Linked DNA regions of Mus musculus: region 1 is linked to region 2. The links are chromatin contacts, called in public HiChIP or PLAC-seq maps. All regions are on one chromosome and are shown on one strand. The core of a region is the stretch at or near the end of the contact, and the rest is flanking DNA. Distances in the headings are between cores, read along the strand shown.

The links. HiChIP or PLAC-seq counts read pairs in DNA pulled down with a chosen protein or histone mark.
Region 1: an H3K4me3 HiChIP or PLAC-seq map of bone marrow-derived macrophages shows a contact between it and region 2, with 2.6 times the contacts expected there. The contact joins two enhancer-like sites. A contact is called at or near these places in 1 of 115 datasets of contacts at active chromatin or transcription factors (bone marrow-derived macrophages) and 2 of 9 other capture datasets (adipose tissue and pancreatic islet).

What each region holds. Positions count from the first base shown.
Region 1 is chr2:71,591,773-71,597,268 of GRCm38.p6, reverse strand. The region is part of intron 1 of Gm36857 (a long non-coding RNA gene); the gene reads right to left. Among named protein-coding and RNA genes, the nearest start is that of Gm36857, 3.2 kb to the right of the region's middle. Within about 2 kb of position 2,583, at least 76 of the 459 cell types and tissues checked have an H3K27ac peak or open chromatin away from gene starts, as enhancers often do. A contact at or near this core is called in bone marrow-derived macrophages, where this site is marked.
Region 2 is chr2:71,496,497-71,501,743 of GRCm38.p6, reverse strand. The region is part of intron 1 of Metap1d (methionyl aminopeptidase type 1D (mitochondrial)); the gene reads right to left. Among named protein-coding and RNA genes, the nearest start is that of Dlx1, 30 kb to the left of the region's middle. Within about 2 kb of position 1,648, at least 60 of the 459 cell types and tissues checked have an H3K27ac peak or open chromatin away from gene starts, as enhancers often do. A contact at or near this core is called in bone marrow-derived macrophages, where this site is marked.

The sequences.
Region 1 (5,496 bases), core at 1,334-3,833, 95 kb before region 2:
ATCTAATGCTCTGTTCTGGCCTCCACAGGCAACAGGCACATATACTCATATTTGGTACACATATATACATGCAGGCAGAACATTCATAAACATAAAATAAAAATAAATCACAGGGGAAGTGGGATCAACAAAGGAAGAAAACAATAACCTTGAGTACCACCATTGCTCTCTGGTGCCCACCCTGGGCGGGGTGGGTAGTTCAGAGTGACTTCTCATTAATCCAGGCAGGTCTCAGTGTACACTCCTGGGGTTTTAGGGACCATTCACTAAAGTAAGACAGGACATCTTACTCCTCTTAAATAGCAAGTACTGAGTGTAAGACCTGCCGTCAGGCCCTCCTTGGAGAATCAGCCGGATGTATCCCTGACTCTGATGAAGAGCAGCAGCCAAACTTTATCTGGACAACTAGGAGGGCCAGCTTCGATGTGAGAAGCTGCTGTCATACTCATGGAGAATCTCTACTCCACAACGATGCTACTTATCCTGAATACCAAGTGTCTGAGTACACACAAGGTGAGTGTCTCACATCTTACCCTGGCATCTAGCCCTTACTACACTGGCAAAGGCTGGGGTTTCCCTCAAAATAACAATAACTGATACAGCCATTTGTCTAGAGCGCCTCTAATCAGTCACAGCCAAGAAGACACTCTGAGAAGGCAGCCTTCATCATTAGCCAGCCTCATCTTTATGAGAACCTCAGGTACACTTAACACAAGCTAAGATAGCTACCCAGATGCTCTGACACTACAGGGCCACCATCGCTTGTGTGGTCTGCGCAGGCCATGCCTGTGATTGCAGCTTAACAATCAAGATATATCAGCCATTTCTGTCTTTGTCTCTTCTTTCGTTTAGGGGTAAGGAGGGGCCTGGAGTGGTAGGATTTTATTGTCTTTTGTTAAACTAATTAATGAAATTAATTTTAATTATATATATTTGTGAGGTCTCAATACACGAATAGGCTATGTATTGATCAAATAAAGGTAGCTAGTGTTTCTTCTCTTTCTCCTTACTTTGCATACGGTGCCTTCAAGCTTCTCTCCATCAACCTCCTCTCTGTCGGTTGTTTCTAAAATAATAGATTTTCACGTAGACTGTTAAGCGGATACACAGAATCATGATCACTGGCAGATGAGAGAAGAGGGGATGGGAAGTTGAGGAATGGGTACCCAAACACAGAATTAATAACGTCTACAAATTCCACCATTAGTAAAGTGGATGGAAACAAAGGACGTAAATAATAAACCAGATGCAGAATGTCAGGATTGTCCAACGGAGACAAACAAGGTTATAAACCAGCAAGCCCCTAACCAGCGGCACGTTCGAATCACCTGGGGAGCTTTTACAAAACATTAATATTAAGGTTTTACCTCAGAAGCCTGACTCAATGGTCTATAGTGGTACCCAGGCAGGATTTGTAAAGAGCTTTGTTGAGATGTATTTTGGATACCATCAAATTCACCGTTCTAAGTTGAATGGTATTTTAGTAAGGACATGCCTGTGCCTTCAGCATTCTGATCGTCCAGCCTGGCTCCCACTGTTCCCTCCAGATGCCCCAAGGATGATGTGTGGTTTTCTCACTTTTTAAAGATTTGTTTTAAACCATTTTAGTTATGAGTACAGCTGCCCAATGAGGTAGAGGCATCAGCTATCCGTGGAGTTGGAATTAATTATAGGCAGCATGAGGGGCACCCTGAGAATGAAATTCCAGTCCCCTGCAAGAGCATCCTGTGTCTGCATCTCTAAGCTATCTCTACATTTTCCATTTTTGACTCCCAGCGCCAATCATCACTGTGGTCCATGTCTAATCTGCAAATTCCAAGTACCAGTGTTTTCTAAAAACTACCTAGTAAGAAAGGGGGTTTTGTGTGCAGCGTCTGGCTACAAGTGACCATTCTGGACACCTGAGAGCTAAGATTCTTAATCTTGCCTCACAAGCTTTAGTCATTTTCTGTGAGAATATTTCTCTGTAAAGAAAGACCTCTAGTTTTTATATCAAACATTCTTGGCGGAAATAAAATGAATTTTAGAGCAGCCAGCTTTACTAGAATATGAAATGAAAGACGTCTGTACACATAGCCACACCCCTAGTAAAGACGAAGTGTGCATTTCTACACAGGCTTTAGGGATACAGAGCTCTTTTGTTCTGTGGTAAAATTTAAAAGTCTGAAGTACTACCTTCAAAGTCAATTTTATTGCCTTAAAAATTAACAAAAAGCACATTTACCTCAGATTGAAAATCATGGTGATTACTGCACTATTGTCTTTGGATGTTCAAGATGCCCTCGGGGGAAAGATCCAGAGAAGCACTGAGTATTTTATTGTTATGTCACATAAACACGGACCCAAGAACACATCACCGCAGGAGTCCTGGGAAAGCAATCACGTACTAGTGACCATGGAGAGTTGATGTTCTCTCGCCATTTGCGGCATGCAGGGCAAGCAAGCACTTGTGAGAGGGTGAGCCCAGGGGAGCAAGAATGAACTTGAAAGATTTCACAGAAACATCAGCCCCAGAGGGCTACAGACATGTGAGCAAACCACAGCCAGAGGCTGCCAGTGACTCAGAGATTTCTCAACAAGAAATCTTCCTTCCTCCATGGGCCTGAGCAGCCAGCCGCAGCCAGCAGCTGCCATCGGCACAGCCAGGGCTTGCGAAGTGTTATGGGGTGCAGCTGGAACGTGACCCCACCCAGATCACTCCCTAAAATTGCAAGGCTTTAAAACAGTGCCCCCAGCCAAGAAGGTGCCATCCAGGGTTCCGCCCAGAAATTCTCCAGCAACAAGGTTGTCAGCACTGGAGACAGGGTTCTGAGGCAAAGTGGCCTTTGACTGTGAATAGGGGGGAAAAAATAACAACAGCAATAAAGAAAAACCCTAGATTTTAGTCAAGTCCAAATCTACACTCTGGCTTGGAACCCTCAGCTTTTGCAGAGATGCTGAGGATAAACACTAAGCTATCCTCCACCACCACCACCACCTGTAATTATCAACCGGTAGTCTCTCTAAATTCTTCATCCATGGGAAAACTTCAAATGAGTTTGAAAGGGGGAAAAAAAAAGTCTCCCAAGAAGACTGAATACATGCTGCAGCCTGCTCTCCCCTCCTCCAAATCATAGGAGAACAGAGAAGACAGAGAACCTCAGAGAAATGACAGAAGGAAAACTCCCAGAGCAAAGAGTACTGTCAACTGTAGACATGAGGGAAAATTTTTAAGGATAGAGAAAGGCAACCTCTGTAGCCAGAAACAGTGAAGGACACACAACAGATGTACTCAGATGAATGAGCCCAAAACAAGCAGGAGAGATCAGTTGTATAGTTGTATAATGGGATGTCTCCAAGGACCTCTAGATTCAAAAAAAGGACAGTGTGGGGCAGTGGGCGGGGGGAAGCATACAGAACAGAAGGTTCTAAGGCACTCACCATCAGAGATGGCTAAGACACTAAAGTACAGCATACAAAAAAGTGGTCTTACACACACACATATACATACAAACACACACACACACACACACATCATAGGAACACACATATACTGAGCAGAACAGACAACAAGCCCCAGAGGCAACCACACCCTGAATCTGGCCTCATCCAGGAGAAATAAAAGCATTTTTTCCTGACTCACACTGCCCAGCCCCACAGTTTCCCACCTCACCACTAAAGACAACTCATCTCCGTACTCATGGGGCCTCTCGTACCAGAAGAAAACACAGACTCAAAGACCACCAAGCATCGAGAACACTGTGACCGAGATGCACCACATGCTACCAAGACAAGAGCAACCCTGCTGGGCAGTGGTGACCCACACCTTTAATCCCTGCACTCGGGAGGCAGGGGCAGGTGGATCTCTGTGAGTTTGAGGTCAGCCTGGTCTACCGAGTGAATCTAGGACAGCCAGGGCTACACAGAGAAACCCTGTCTCGCAAAAGCAAAGCAACAACAGCAACAACACCTCACAAGAGTGACCCTCAAAACCAAAGTCATCAGAGACTCATTCAACAGATTTGCCTGCAGAATAGACACAACCAAAGAAAAACTCGAAGCTGACGGGAAGGGAGAGAAGTTCTCTCAGAGTGAGGAGCAGGGAAGAGGGCCTAGTGCATGACAAGGGCATGCATTTATGAGAGAGAATCTGGAAGAACTCCTAAAAGAAAGAAGAAAACTCTTGCTTTGCTTTGCTTTGCTTTGCTTTGCTCTGCTCTGCTCTGCTCTGCTCTGCTCTGCTCTGCTCTGCTCTGCTCTGCTCTGCTCTGCTTTGCTTTGGAGGGTGGGGAGGCTGGATCTCATGTAGCCCAGGCTAGCTTTGAACTCTCCAAGTCACTGTGTGGGCAGGGACAACCTTGAACTTCAGACCCCACCTACAAAGTTCTACAATTGTAGGCGTGCACCACCATAGCTAGCTTTAAAATTGAATATTTTAAAGAAGTGGAAAAACAAAACAAAACTTTGTGTTAAAAACCTAAAGAGAATGTATTCAAAAGCTGTCTTGCCAGAATAGTGACTATCAACAAAGACAGAGGAAGCCACACAGAAGTCTGGAGATGATGACGCAGTAGGTAATGTTATGAAGAATACATGAGTGGAGCTTACAATTCAGATTAGGGCAGGCCCAGGAGTTGACAAGAGTTGGAGAGATGGCCTAGTGGTTAGGAGTGTGTACTGCTCTTGCAAAGGACTGGAGATCTGTTCCCAACACCAACTTCTCCTGCTCACAAGTGCCTGGAAGTCTAGCTGTAGAGCTCTGAAGCACAGATCAGTGAAGCTGAAGATGGGTCAACAGAGAGCATACATTTTGAGAAGAAAACATGTGGGAAATTTTTAAGAAACTGTAGACAATATGGTAGTGGACAAACTGGCCTTCAGCTGATTAAATACTTTGTGTTTCATTTTTTGTTTTGTTTTGTTTTTGAGACAGGGCCTCACTACGTAGCTCTGGCTTTCCAGGAACTCACTTTGTAGCCCAGGCTGGTTTCAAACTTGTGACCTTCCCTTCTCAGCATCGTAAGCCGTAGGACTAGGATGTGTGTCACCATGCCCATCTGAATGCCCTTCACGCCACTGAAAAACACATTTCAAACTGGCTAAACCAGCGAACTTCATGTTACTTATATTTGACCACAATGTAAAATTAAGACTGTTTGTTTTAACCATAGCAGAAGCTTGGTGTGGAGCAATGGGCCTAGCCTACCTAAGTGCCTCAGACTGTGGGGGTGGGAGGGAGAGTGGGAGGCTGGCTGGCTACATCTTCAACTAATAATTCTAATTTTTAGACTCTGTACCAAGAAAACAGAAAGGGAACACACAAGATTTAAGTGACCAGCACAAAAACCACCTACCCAAGGTGGACAGTCAGAAGTAAGCAGGCAAGTTCTCATAGATTGAATAGTAGATAGCATTCAAAGAGCTTATAAGAACCCTTACTAATGTGTAGCATGCTCTTGATATCAAGCTGAGTTGGTAAAACAAAAATCAAGGCAGAAGCTAATATTAAAATTAAAA
Region 2 (5,247 bases), core at 399-2,898:
GAAGCAGTTGCCTATAAGTCTCAGAGTACAGCTTCGACTCTGATAGAATTTTTGTGACACTGAAAGTCATTTTTATGATCACCCTCAATAACAGTGAATATTCTACTGTCTATAACAATGTGTGGGTTTACTGCCTATGCAGGAAACCCTACAGCTTTTCTGCTGGGTAATCAGCAGTAACAACACCCTGATCAAGTTAGCAACAAGCAACTCCTTGCTGCTCGGGGTCCCCTGGTCTGAGGCTTTTGATGGCTCCCACTGGTACGTCCTAAACACCACCTAGGCCCACTTGCCCCTGTGGTAATTAGAGTTGTACACTGTGCGGGCTCAGTGTCTCCTGAAATTGCTCTGTGTCCTCTGGATTCCATTGTGCATGCTTCGTATTGTAAACTTACATGTGGGATATAAATCTAGGTATGTGCTTAAGTATTTTCATATTTGATGGTAACATCAATTTCTAAACTTCGCCTTTTAATTCCTTTTATAGATTGGGTCTGGAAGGTGGAGCTTCAGAACTCAGCATGCTGGAGGAGGGCTGTGTCTTCCACGCCTGATGTCGCTGCACACAGTCTGCCCTGTATTCATTGGCCTTTTACCCAGGGTCCATTTTAATTGTTATCTGCTCATGCATTCTATACCACATAATGAAGTGCTTCCATTTCACCCACTGTGCCCTGGGGTTTTATGTGTATCTTTTCTAATGACCCTTTATTAAGCTGATTTTACCCTTGAAAATGTGAGTTTTGGTCAACAAGTATTTTTAAGGGGAAGTCTGAGTGAACTTTCAAAGGGACCTCTAAAGTGCTTATTATTTTAAGCACTTGTAAAACTGAACAAAGTACGATTGTACTCTAGTGTGGCTACCGACACCTACATTTCTCATTATACACTCCTAGAACAGGCTTTCACCCAGCAGCAGCAGGCCATCAGTCCTCATTTGGGCTTCCTTCAGAAGGATCAAACATCTGGGTAGAAAACAACACAATAAGGTAGGCTGGTATGACTTTACATTAGCTAACAATGTCAATCAGCAGTAATATAGAATTGAAAAGACACCCTGTAAAATATCTCGTTGAACATATTTCTTCATAATGATCAGCAAATGCCAAAGTCTAGCAACAAAACTATTATTTATAGCATATTAACATCTAATTGATTTTACAAATGGAGGCAATTATTTTGGATGAAGGGAGGACTGTCTGCCACATTTAAATGATTTATGATTACCAAGACAGAAAACAACAATGTTTTACTAATCCATTTTCAACTGTGGCTCTTCCACCCATTGATAATTTTAATTTTAACCAAATGATTTGTTTAAATAATACATTAACTTCAACTTTTTTTTTTTAAGGCAACTTACTTTGTGTCTGTAATCGGACAGGGTTTGGTTTTTAATGTTCAAAAATGTTGCTTCCTCCAGTGGGCTTAGCAAAGACCCTACCCTAGGAATACGTATTGAAGTGTGGATTTAGAACCACAGAAAGATCGCACTTTCATGAACTCCAACCAATTACTCCAAGCAGGAGCCGGAGCCCCCACAGAGCATCATGTGCGTGAAGTCCAAGAGAACACTGCAGAGGCCTCCGTCTCCAGTCTCTTGACCTAAAACATCGACTGTCTGCTTGAAAGGTTTCATAACGCGTACAAATGTTGCCAAAGAGAAATTAAACAGCGTGAGTCACTCACTACGATGCTTTTGCAATCTAGGACTAGGATGTACTGGTTTGAAAGGGAAGTGAGGGAAAATGGTGGGTTCCTTCCCATTTCAAGGCAACTATAAAGCAGAGGAGAAGCTCATATTTCACAAGAAATAACCTGTGCATTTGTTGAAGGGAAAACACATACACGAACATTGAGGGATTGCCCCAGGCTGATGCAGATACTGATTGGGCAAAGCTGAAGGACAAGGGCTCTTGGAACTAAACAAAAGCAAATTCATCCTGTTGACAGATGCTGCTTACATCAAAGTACTAAGGAACTCTCCCGGCTCCCAATTTTTAAAAACAATTAGTACCTTTCTACAAGCCACACATTGAAGACAAAGTTAAGTTTTTTAATCAGTCATAATAAACATGATTAAATCTGTTCTCAGAGAGTTTCAGCTCAGCTAGGAACGGTTTTAGTGTGCTTTTAGCTCTGGGCCTTGCCAAACAGTGGCTTATTCACTCCCATGGACATGTCTGGAAGGCGAGCTGGGCATGCCATCAGCCCCCTCCTTCCAGGGGTTAACTGCTCTGGCTGCCAAATAAAATACAGAGCGAGCCATGTAATTATGGAGACAGTCAAAGGGCAGGCTCTATTTTGAAATCTATTTGCACAGACAAGGTCTTCCAATTGAACTTACAGGAAACAAGCTGGTAAAGAAACCCCTTCCCCAGATGCCGTCCACACTTTTTCTCCACTTCAGGAAGTCATGGATATGGACACCATCCACCGCCGCTTCCTGCATCTCAAGCTAAGATGCCCTTGTGGAGAGAAGAGCGGTCTGTTTCACAAACCTAGAAGGATCATGGGGGCGGGGGGGGGGGGCAGCTAATTAACAGCACTTGGAATCGGTCTCTAAATGGTAAAGCTACAGTGTTTGTTAAACATTTCTAAAGAGGGCACGGGCCCAGTTGGTATGCAGGTGTGGGGAGAAACAGCTCATTTTCCTAATGTCCAAAAGAAAGCACAGAGTTGAGTGTAACAGAGACTGCTACAAGGACTTGTAGGAAATAAGGATTCTACCTGACATCCCACAGGCCCATCCTTGCAGTTATTTGTAGATAAAACTATTGACTACAGTCATGAAGATCCCATAGGACGGAAAGGACATATGCCAACTTTCGAGTGACAGAATTGGAAAGACTTACTTTTATCCTGGCTGCTTATATTCGAAGGTGACCACGTCTGTGAGGACAAGTTGTCTGAACAATAAAATAGGGTTGGCTGCCATTACTGATACAATGAGTGGCCTGATGAAGGCAAGACAGGCAATAGTCTATGGAGGTCAGCGCCATCACCCAGGCCCGGGAGCCCTGGCTCTAGAGAAGACAAACTAAAAAATCAGTCGCATGTAGAACATTTCTGAGGAAAGGATGGCTTGGGTGCCTGGGCACCCAAGTTCAATAATAACGATCAAGAATGGTTCCCAGGTCAAAGCAAACAGGACTCTGTGCAAGGCTCCCTCAGAAGTTAGCTCGGTGCGACATCCTCCCTCCTTTTAAAAACTGTATGAGCAGCAACTGACATAGCATAACACCACTGACCAGCTCAGAAACAATTCAGGAAAAGGCTTCAATTTGCTTCTTTAGAAAAATCAAATTTGAGGATGGAGTGATTGCTCAATGGTTAAGAGCACTGGCTGCTCTTCCTGAGGACCTGGGTTCAATTCCCAGCAACAACACGGTGATTCACAGCTGTCTGTAGCTCCAGTCTCAGGCTATCTGACACCCTCTTCTGGCTTCCCTGTGCATCAGGTACTCACATAGTACACAGATAGACAAGCAAACAAAATACCATAAGCATAAAAAAATCAATTTGATAATAGGATTATTCACTAGTAGCTGCCACCAGGACCTAAGGATCTTTACTTCAACAACAAGCACCTTCCTACTCTAGGGAAACAGACACACCCTCCACCTATACTACACATACAGATCAATAAACACTTGTACTTACTAATGGAGACCCGTGTTGGTGGGCTATGGGGTGTGTGTGTGTGTGTCTGTGTGTGTGTGTGTGTGTCTGTGTGTAACTTTTAGGCTAGCTTAACCACAGCTAAGGGAAGAATGCCAAAGATTTTGGCAAAAACTAGATGTCTATCATTTGGCAGATCAGGGGAAGTGACTTAGAAATGATCCATTTCTATAGGGAAATACAACACTGCATGCAATGAAAAGATAAAAAATATTTACTTCAAGTTGAAATCTCAGCTCATCTTATATAGACTACAGATCAGAAAATACCGAGTTACAAGGAAATAGTGTATGCCGAGCAAAGCCATTGTCTCTCAGCTGAAGTTTAGAGAAAAGAAGCTTTTTCGCAGTTCAACAATACGTACACTCAGGCCACTTCTTGGACAAAGAAATACTGTACCCTTCTAGGGAGGAATAAAGGGGCTGTTTATTGGAGCCTTGTTAAAATGTAATAATTCATTCCAGTTAAGCCCTGTGAAAAATGTCATCAAAATATCATTTTCTTTGCCAGATTTTCTGGATGCCGTAGTATCATTTAAATACAGCTGAGTGAGAGAGAGAGAGAGAGAGAGAGAGAGAGAGAGAGGGGCTCTGACCAGAGTGGAAAAAGGAACCAAAGCAAATGTGCTGTCAGAGTAGCGTAGGAGCATTGCACACAGGCCTGGGACCCAGGGAGCACACACTTCCGAGCCAGCCAGAACATCTGGCAGCTTTCAGCTCTCTGTAGTCCAGAGGAACATTCCCGTTACCTCACACACCTCGGCTCAAGAGGAGGGTGATAGGACAATTTTATACTAAAGCACACAAATAGAAACCAGAAAGGGCAATTTCACAGAAATCACACATGGAATTCAATTTTAGAGAATGGCCATACAAAAACATCATGAGTTTAAAAAAAATGAGATAGTAAGAAAGTCCTTTAATTTTTTTTAAAAAATTTTTAAAGACTATTCATAAATACAGCTGTCATGTAAAATACTACTTAAAGTGTTAGTCATTTTGGGTTAAAATACCTAATAACAGAAGATGTGGGGACTTCCAGCAAAGGTACAGCTTTGATAAGAATATTTTTAAATTGTATTAAAGCATTTGATAAGAACATAATTTTAGTTTTTCATTTTATAACAATGTCAACTGCATTCTACCTTTGGGTTCCTTCCTTCCTTCCTTCCTTCCTTCCTTCCTTCCTTCCTTCCTTCCTTCTTGATATACTATGTAAAGTTACTATTTTACAAGCAAGTGATTGTTCTGAAACAACTTGGACCTATAGCAATATCAGCACACACAAAAATCTCCCGAAGTCCCCATCTGAATTCATGCTTAATGCATCTTCACTATACAACACCAAATGAAAGAAAACATTGGGATGGGAATCTTTGACAGTCTTAGGAATCGTCTCTGCTGTAATCCACGGCGGGAGGCGTGGTGGGAAAGGGTGTCAATAGCCACAGCCCAAAATGGAAAAGCAAAAGCCTGAGGGAGCCCTATCCAGGCTTCCATGGCCGAGACTAAACAGACTCAAGACAACAGAAGCCAAGATCACGCATCAAGGAGCTAACTTCAACAA